Linked DNA regions of Macaca mulatta: region 1 is linked to region 2. Evidence: chromatin contacts called from public Hi-C data. All regions are on one chromosome and are shown on one strand. The core of a region is the stretch at or near the end of the contact, and the rest is flanking DNA. Distances in the headings are between cores, read along the strand shown.

Region 1 (4,774 bases), core at 1,509-4,008, 50 kb before region 2:
CCAGGTGTGGTGGCAGGTGCCTGTAATCCCAGCTACTCAGGAGGCTGAGGCAGGAGAATCACTTGAACCCCGGAAGCAGAGGCTGCAGTGAGCTGAGATTGTACCACTGCACTCCAGCTTGGGCGACAGAGCGAGACTCTGTCTCAAAAAAAAATAATAATAATAAATCAGGGCTAAGTGTGGCTAATGCCTGTAATCCCAGCACTTTGGGAGGCTGACACAGACGGATCACTTGAGCCCAGGGGTTTGAGACCAACCTGGGCAACATGGGGAAACTCCATTCTCTACAGAAAATACAAAAATTAGCTGGGCGTGGAAGTGCGAGCCTGTATTCACAACTACTGGGGAGGCTGAGGTGGGAGGATCACCTGGGATGGGGAGGTCAAGGCTGCTGTGAGCTGAGATCACACCATTGCACTGCACACTGAGTGACAGACAGACCCTGTCTCAAAAAAAAAAAAAAAAAAAAAGGCCAGGCACGGTGGCTCAGGCCTATAATCCCAGCACTTTGGGAGGCTGAGGCAGGCAGATCGCCTGAGGTCAGCAGTTGGAGACCAGCCTGGCCAAAATGGTGAAACCCTGTCTCTACTAAAAATACAAAAATTAGCTGGGCGTGGTGGTGTGCACCTGTAGTCCCAGATACTAGGGAGGCTGAGGCAGGACAATCACTTGAACCTGGGGGGCAGAGTTTACAGTCAGCCAAGATAGCACCACTGCACTCCAGCCTGGGCAACAGAGCAAGACTCTGTCTCAAACAAACAACAACAACAACAACAAATGAGGAAAAAGTTCAACAGAAAGACCACCTGGAAAGGGGGTAAACAATATGAAGAGAATTCACCAATACAAGATCCACCCTCCAAAGAAAGACTAAAAAATATGACAAATTGCTCAACTTCATTCATAATAAAAAAAAGAAATATGAAAGTGCCTTCGGTTTTTACCCATCTAATTGGCAAAGATAAAACATTTGATAACACACTGTGTGGTTCAGGATGTAAGGAAATTGGCCGGGCGCGGTGGCTCACGCCTGTGATTCTCCTGTAAACGATTCTCCTGCCTCAGCCTCCCGAGTAGCTGGGATTACAAGCATGCGCCACTAGGCCCAGCTAATTTTTTGTATTTTTAGTAGAGACGGGGTTTCACCATGTTGGGCAGGGTGGTTTTGAATTCCTGACTTCAGGTAATCCGCCGGCCTCGGCCTCCCAAAGTGCTGGGATTACAGGCGTGAGTCACCACGCCCGGCCTGTCCTATGGACTTTACAATTAATAACTTTTTAAATCATCACAATAGCTCAACGAGAGAGGTTGGTACTATTACCCATTTTACAATTGAGGACATTGAAGCGCAGAGCAGTTGAGAAACTTGCCTAACTGGCAGAGTTAGAATCCAGACAAAGTGCTTAACCACAAGGCGATGCTTCTTCTATATATAAACTGACGGACGGATGAAATAGGCTGATTGACTGATGACTGACTGACTGACTGAATTAATGAATACATGGAAATGTGATTATAAATGTTGATTTTTTGCGCCTTCCGATTCCCCGGATCTACCGCGAGGGGGCGATCTCTCCCCGGTCCTGATGCCAGTCACTCAAGGCGCGCACTCCCTTTGCGTCTCGGGCTCGCGCGCGTTGCCGCAGCACCGGAAGTGACTGAGCTTGCAAGTTCCCCCGTCTCTTCAGGGGAAACTGAGGCCGGCTTGTTCGGGAGAGACGGCACGAGCAGTCAGCCAGGTAGGCCGGCAGCCAGGTAGGCCGGCCCGGGTCCGCGGCGCGGAACTCGGCCGCGAAGAGCTCTCGCGTCTGGAAGCTACCGGGCCGATGAAGGGGGATGTGGCCCCCCACGGCTCGCGGGGCTCACAGGTGAGAGCGCCGCCTCCCCTGTGCCTGACAGCCGCTGCGCCCAATAGGAGCCTTCGCCGTCCCGCTTCCGTGCCGGCTAGGCTCGCTGATTGGCGGCGCTGGGGAGGACCGCCGGGGGCGAGGCCCCTCCTCCTAGAAAGGTCTAGGGGGCGCCCCCGGGGGAGGGCGGTTGCTTAGCAACGGGGCGGTGGCTCGGCGGGTACCCGGCCTAGTGAGCGCGAGAAGCCGCGAGGCCGCAACCGGCCCACCCTGGGCTCCGGAGAGGTGCAGCCCCCGGCCCCGGAGCCCTCCCGGGGGCGCCAGGAAGCCACTTTGGGCCTGTCCCCAGGAAAACGTGGTCTCAGCTGTGGGGCCGTCGAGCAGGCCTCGACCCCTCTTCCTGACCTGAGGAGAGGCCCAGCGCCTCACCCTCACCCAGTCTTTGTGCAGGGCGCCGGCGGCCATTGTGTCCGGGCGGGGAATGGAGGACCCGGCAATTCCCCACCGCCACGTTCAGGGCCTTTGGGGAATTCAAAGAAAACCAGCGGCATTTGTAGGGGGTCTCCGGCCTTCAACCTCCCAGACAGGCCTGGGGGTGGCCTTCCCAAAGTCAGATCGCAGATCCGAGGCAGTTTCCCCCTCCCTGCGTCCCTCACCGAAACCTTGAACCCCATTGAGAAGTCCCTTCAGGGTTTCGGACGCCTCCACCTCACCCTGGGCTGGTACTTAAATAGAAAAAAGAAAGGAAAAAAAAAAAAACAACTAAATCCATACCAGCCACCTCCGGGAGAGTTCTCCTGGCTCCCAGTAGGAGGCGGAGAGCCAAGGGGCGTGCAAGAGCGAGGGGGCTGGGCTCCCGGGTGGCAGGAGGCCGCGGCTGCGGAGCGGCCGCCCTCGATCCGGGCGATGGAGGAGGAAGCAAGCGAGGGGGCTGGTTCCTGAGCTTCGCAATTCCTGTGTCGCCTTCTGGGCTCCCAGCCTGCCAGGTCGCATGATCCCTCCGGCCGGAGCTGGGTTTTTTGCCAGCCGCCGCGAGGCCGGCTGAGTTACCGGCATTCCCGCAGCCACCTCCTCTCCCGACCTGTGATACAAAAGATCTTCCGGGGGCTGCACCTGCCTGCCTTTGCCTAAGGCGGATTTGAATGTAGGTGGTGCGGGGGAGGGGGAGTGAGGGGGGGACTGCCCAAGGGGTGACTTTCCGAGGAAGGCATTTCGGAGAAGAGGGGGGTAGAAAAGGCTGGTGGGAGATTCAGAGTCCACTGGTGCTTTCGATTTGACTTAATTGAAGTATCTTGGAACCTAGATCCAGACCTTCGTAAGACCCACAAAGAAACCAGTTCTGGTACCTGGAGGGGGAATGGGATGTTTAGGGTAAGTGGCATGCATATTAATTTTTTTTTTTTCCTAAAGCTCTTTCTCTCCCTTCAGAATCTTATCTTGGCTTTGGATCTTAGAAGAGAATCACTAACCAGAGACCAGACTCAGTGAGTGAGCAGGTGTTTTGGACAATGGACTGGTTGAGCCCATCCCTATTATAAAAATGTCTCAGAGCAACCGGGAGCTGGTGGTTGACTTTCTCTCCTACAAGCTTTCCCAGAAAGGATACAGCTGGAGTCAATTTAGTGATGTGGAAGAGAACAGGACTGAGGCCCCAGAAGGGACTGAATCGGAGATGGAGACCCCCAGTGCCATCAATGGCAACCCATCCTGGCACCTGGTGGACAGCCCCGCGGTGAATGGAGCCACTGGCCACAGCAGCAGTTTGGATGCCCGGGAGGTGATCCCCATGGCAGCAGTAAAGCAAGCGCTGAGGGAGGCAGGCGACGAGTTTGAACTGCGGTACCGGCGGGCGTTCAGTGACCTGACATCCCAGCTCCACATCACCCCAGGGACAGCATATCAGAGCTTTGAACAGGTAGTGAATGAACTCTTCCGGGATGGGGTAAACTGGGGTCGCATTGTGGCCTTTTTCTCCTTCGGCGGGGCACTGTGCGTGGAAAGCGTAGACAAGGAGATGCAGGTATTGGTGAGTCGGATCGCAGCTTGGATGGCCACTTACCTGAATGACCACCTAGAGCCTTGGATCCAGGAGAACGGCGGCTGGGTAAGAACCAAGCCCCTTGTGTGTCCCTTTTCTTTGGCCTCTGGTCAGAGATCCCCAACTGCCCTTCTTCTGTATCTCTTTCTGTTAGGTTGGGTGATTGTTGGAGACATTGATAGTTGAGGAAACCTGATCTCATTTCACGACAAGAGGTTAACTCCCTGGAAATATAAATGACCCGGTGCTTCAGAGATCAGGCATCTTTTACCCTGGTCACCCCCATGACTCCACTATTCCATACTTGTGTTCCAGTTTCTTAGCAAAGAAAATTATAGCCTATGTGTTCATTAAGTCCCAAACCTGTGAGGGTAGGAAGTTAGTTTGGTGTTTCCCTTACCGTATACAATGGTTCACACACAAAAGGGTGATGAGTATCAGTGACCCACAGACCTCTCCATCTGTTCCCCCTAGGGGTCTCAGTCCTATCCTGGGCTTCTCTTCTCCAAATCAAGTTCCCTTGGCCGGGCGCGGTGGCTCAAGCCTGTAATCCCAGCACTTTGGGAGGCCGAGACGGGCGGATCACGAGGTCAGGAGATCGAGACCATCCTGGCTAACACGGTGAAACCTCGTCTCTACTAAAAAAAATACAAAAAATTAGCCGGGCGAGGTGGCGGGCGCCTGTAGTCCCAGCTACTTGGGAGGCTGAGGCAGGAGAATGGCGTAAACCCAGGAGGCGGAGCTTGCAGTGAGCTGAGATCCGGCCACTACGCTCCAGCCTGGGGGACAGAGCGAGACTCCGTCTCAAAAAAAAAAAAAAAAAAAAAAAAAAAGTTCCCTTTATTTCAAAGTTTCCGTGTAAGGCACTCTTCTCTCAGACTAGGGCATG
Region 2 (4,409 bases), core at 1,104-3,603:
CAGGCCCTTGTAGGCCATAGAGAAGGCTCTGAGACACAAGCTGAGCCATGGTCTACTAGTAAGAACAATAAATCAGACATTTGCTCAAAGTTAACTATGTGCCACACACAGGTCTAAGACCTTTACATGTATTAATTTGAATCCTCGTGGTATTCTTTTGAAATAAGGTCATTTTGGGCAAGGCGCAGTGGCTCATGCCTGTAATCTCAGCGCTTTAGGGGGCCGAGGTGGGTGGATCATTTGAGGTCAGGAGTTCGAGACCAGCCTGACCAACATGGTGAAACCCAGTCTCTACTAAAAATACAAAAAAATTAGCCAGGCGTGGTGGCGCATACCTGTAGTCCCAACTACTTGGGAGGCTGAGGTGGGAGAATCACTTGAACATGGGAGGCAGAAGTTACAGTGAGCCAAGATTGTGCCACTGTACTCCAGCCTGGTCGACAGAGTAAGACTCTGTCTCAAGAAAAAAAAAAAAAAAAGGAAGAAATAAGGACATTTTTAATCCCCATTTTACAGATGAGGTCAAAAGCAAAATATCTTAATCTAGTTTGCAAATTTTATTGGTTCTCTGGCTGCTCTGTGCTCCGGCAGCCCAACTTGATAGAGAAGTCGAAATTAATTGCCTTCATCCAGATAGCACCTCCGTTTCACAAATGAGGAAACTGATACTTGGAGGAGAGCAGCAGAGGAGAGAGAGCAGAATTAAGACCAGCCAGTCAAGGGAGATAGAGGGAGATGAGCATCAGCTCCCTAACAGGGAAGAGTTTTCCAATGGGGCTGTCCGAAGATGAAATGCCCCACCCAGGAAGGAGGGAGCTCTCCATAAGTGCATAAGGAGAGAATGCCCTAGAGATGACTACCAAATCCCATGCGTGTGGACCATCAGGATGAAACAGACCCACTGTGGGACTTCAGCACTCCACCCTTCTGAACCCCGTCTTTGAAATGGGGGTGTTCATGATGAGCTTGAGTATTACATGGAATGTTGGATGGGCATGCTGTAAGGTCACTGGAGTCTCCGACTCTGTTCCAAGGATGAGTATTGGTCTTTCTCACCCTGGACATTGGGAGAAGAATGGAGGGCTGTGGCCATCTACTTACAAAAGAACAGGGAGTCACCAGGGTTGAAATGAAAGGGTTGAGATGAGGGGAGGCATCAGAATCCCAGGGGATGAACCCATATGAGCACATAGCAGCCACCCAGGAACGGTTAAATGTTTGGACTCTGGAGACAGACTACCTGTATTCAAATCCCAACTCTACCACTTGTGGCCTCTATGACCTTGGGAGGGTGACTTGTCCTCTCTGCCTCTGTTTCCTCATCTGTAAGCTGGAGAGTAATAACAGCATGTACTCACTTGGGATTATTGTGAGGATTAAGCAAATTCTTACAGACGAAGCACTTAGCACCATGCCTGGTACTTAGTAAATATCAGCTGTTTTATCACTGTCACTTCAAGGGAAGGAGGTTGTGAGCCCCCAAAGAGCATCTCTGCCCCCAGTAAATGCTTTTCTGAATTCTCTCTCTTTGCCCCCAGGCCCATCACCCTGGTTCTGAGCTAGAGAGATGGAGAGCCCACACTCGCACTGCTGGGCCTGATAGCTTTCTCGATTCCCCAGCAGAGGTGTTATCTCCTCCCGGCACAGCCGCTTCCTTTTCTGAGAAATGCAAGTGCATCAGTCAGGCACAGCTTCTTAGAACTAATGGTGGGGGAGGAGGTGGAGGAGGAGAGGCTGGCAGCTGAACTGAACGGGTCAGAGTTGGAGGAAGAGAAACATGAAGTTTGTTGTGAGGAAAGCACCAAATATTCCCTATAGCCCAGATGGCTTGAGCCCTCTATGACACCCCCTGATCTCACCACTACTGCTAGGGAGGTCAAGGCAGGAGAAACTGAGGCTCAGATGCCAAAGGCTTGCTGTGACACCCATAGCTGGGCCGGCTGGACTGAGGTGTTGACCCCAACACAGTCTCGCCACCCCTCTCTTTGCCACTGCCTCCACTGAGCTGCTTCTCCAAGTTGCCTACCTCCAGACCTATGTTTCCGTGGGGGAGAGGAGAAAGGCCATGTTCTTCTCACATCTCGGGAGCCAACAGCTCCCCTAGGAAAACCAGAGGAAGTGGATTCCAACCACAAACCTCACTTCTTTCGAGTCTCCGCCTGCAACTCCCTGCCACGAGAGTGATAAGGCCTCTCCGTTTGCCCTACCCCCTTCCTACCATCTCCCAGCGATCTAGCAAGGCCATGTTTGTCTATTCAGTATGCATTTATCAGCCTCTCCCTCAGGGAAACTGAGGCCAGGTGCAGAAGGTGACTCTGCAGGTGACCCACAGCCTGCCAATGCAAGGATGTGAGGAGGACAGGACAAGGTACAGTCCTGGTGTCTCTGGCACTTTCCCTGGCTGCTAGTAGAGTAGCCCCTTCCTCTTCTCCACCTACCTCTTTCCTGAAATAACCAAGCAGGAAGGAAGCAGTGGGCCTGGGCCCTCCAGAGTCACCCAAGAGGAAGGAAGGGTTCGTCTGGCACAGGCATGCTTGTTCCTCACTGAAGCCAGGACGGAAGGGTTTCACTTTCCCTCCTGGTCTTCGTCACATCCTTTTCCTGTGGCACCAGTTCCCCTCAGCTGGCGGGAGCCAGTGCTTATTCATTCAGCTGATGGCCTTGGGCTACTTTACCCTCCTTGACAGACCCAGGGCCATGGCGCTGGCCCAGAATATGGGGTTTGCTGCCAAACATACTGGGGCTTAAAAATGGCTTCCCCCGTTTTTGTTTTTTTGAGACGGGGTCTCATTCTATTGCCCTGGCTGGAGTGCAATGGTGCGATCACAGCTTACTGCAGTTTCAACCTCCCGGCCTCAATTCTCCCACTTCAGTCCCCTGAGTAGCTGGGGCTATAGGTGCATGCCAACGCACTCAGCTAAATTTCTAAGATTTTTCTTATAGAGATGGAGTCTCACCATGTTGCCCAGGCTGGTCTCGAACTCCTGAGCTCAAGCAGTCTGCCCACCTTGACCTCTCAAAGATGCTGGGATTACAGGTGTGAGCCACCACACCTGGCTGCCACTTATCTACTTTAGCTAGGTCTCAGTATCTCTGAGCCTCGGGTTACCTGGACTTAGAATGAAGGCCTTATTCAGCCACAGAAGTACATGGACCTGGCCCATGATCGTCCTTTAGAAACTGAGCAGAGTGCTGCATCAATGTTAGGAGTAAAGGCACTGGAACCAGATCGCTGGTGTAGATATCCCAGTTAGGTCATCAGCTCACTACATGGCCTTGAGCAATTCACAAATCATCTGGGCCGCATGTCCATCAGCTATATGGGTTAATGGTAGTACCCACTGACAGAGTGTAGAGACAACTAATGAACTAGTCTACAAAAAAACCAAGAAGAGTACCTTACAGGGTATGTGCTCAGGAAGTGTGCGCTGCTGCTGCAGTCACTAAGGAAGTCAGGTTTTCTGTGGGTAGAGATAGCAGGGTCTAAGATGGCAAGATTGGACGTCAGAATGAGTGTGAATGAAGTACTATCTTGGGTAGATTAAAAGAAAAAAAAAAGGATGGTGTGAGGCCAGAACTCAGATCCCACTCTTGCCACTTCCTAGATAGGGATCTTGGGTAAACTCTGGAGCCTCCATTTTCACATCTGTAAAATGGGGCTATTGATAAGTGTTATGAGGATCAAAAGAAAGCATTCATTTGTTCTTCTAAAATAGTTTCACTTAAAATGGCATCTGCTGTGTTCCAAGTATAGCACCAGGTTCTAGAGATACAGGTGACAAAGCCACACACAGTGAAGTGGGGGAGACAGAACAAAAAATAATCTCTCAAGTGAATATGATGATTATACATGTAATTGGGAAATATGGCCTAGTGTGCATAGAGTGCTTCAGCTCAGTGCCCAGCACAGGTAGAACACTGAAATGTTTGGTAATGGTCAGCTGTCATAATAATAGTTTTTTGTTTGTTTATCTTTTGTTTTTTTGAAACAGAGTCTCACTCTGTTGCCCAGGCTGGAGTGCAGTGGCCCAAACACGATTCTCTGCAGCCCTGACCTCCCAGGCTCAAGAGATCCTCCTCAGCCTCCCCAGTAGCTGGGACCATAGATGCATACCACCACACCCAGCTAAATTTTTTTTCTTTTTTTAAATTTTTTTGTAGAGACAGGGTCCTCCTATGTTGCCCAGGCTGGTCTCAGACTCCTGGACTCAAGCAATCCTCCTGCCTCAGCTCCTAAAGTATTTTATTACTGTTAACAAGTAAGGGCTGGGTGCGGTGGCTCATGCCTTTAATCCTAGCACTTTGGGAGGCCAAGGCAGGTGGATCACCTGAGGTCAGGAGTTCCAGACCAGCCTGGCCAACATGGTGGAACCCCACATCTACTAAAAATACAAAAAATTAGCTAGGTG

Evidence for each region. A called contact is a pair of places that touch in the nucleus more often than the background predicts.
Region 1: a Hi-C map of CD4 T cells shows a contact between it and region 2, with 3 times the contacts expected there. The contact joins the promoter of BCL2L1 here to the enhancer-like site in region 2. A contact is called at or near these places in 7 of 14 Hi-C or Micro-C datasets (CD4 T cells, blood, cortical neurons and 4 more).

The regions. Positions count from the first base shown.
Region 1 is chr10:84,546,076-84,550,849 of T2T-MMU8v2.0, reverse strand. It overlaps BCL2L1 (BCL2 like 1), which reads left to right and starts at 2,758. Exons shown (of 3, transcript NM_001260717.1): 1 at 2,758-2,991; 2 at 3,276-3,951. The coding sequence starts at 3,388.
Region 2 is chr10:84,496,260-84,500,668 of T2T-MMU8v2.0, reverse strand. The region is part of intron 2 of BCL2L1 (BCL2 like 1); the gene reads left to right. Among named protein-coding and RNA genes, the nearest start is that of COX4I2, 43 kb to the right of the region's middle. Within about 2 kb of position 2,353, at least 20 of the 40 cell types and tissues checked have an H3K27ac peak or open chromatin away from gene starts, as enhancers often do. A contact at or near this core is called in CD4 T cells, blood and cortical neurons, where this site is marked.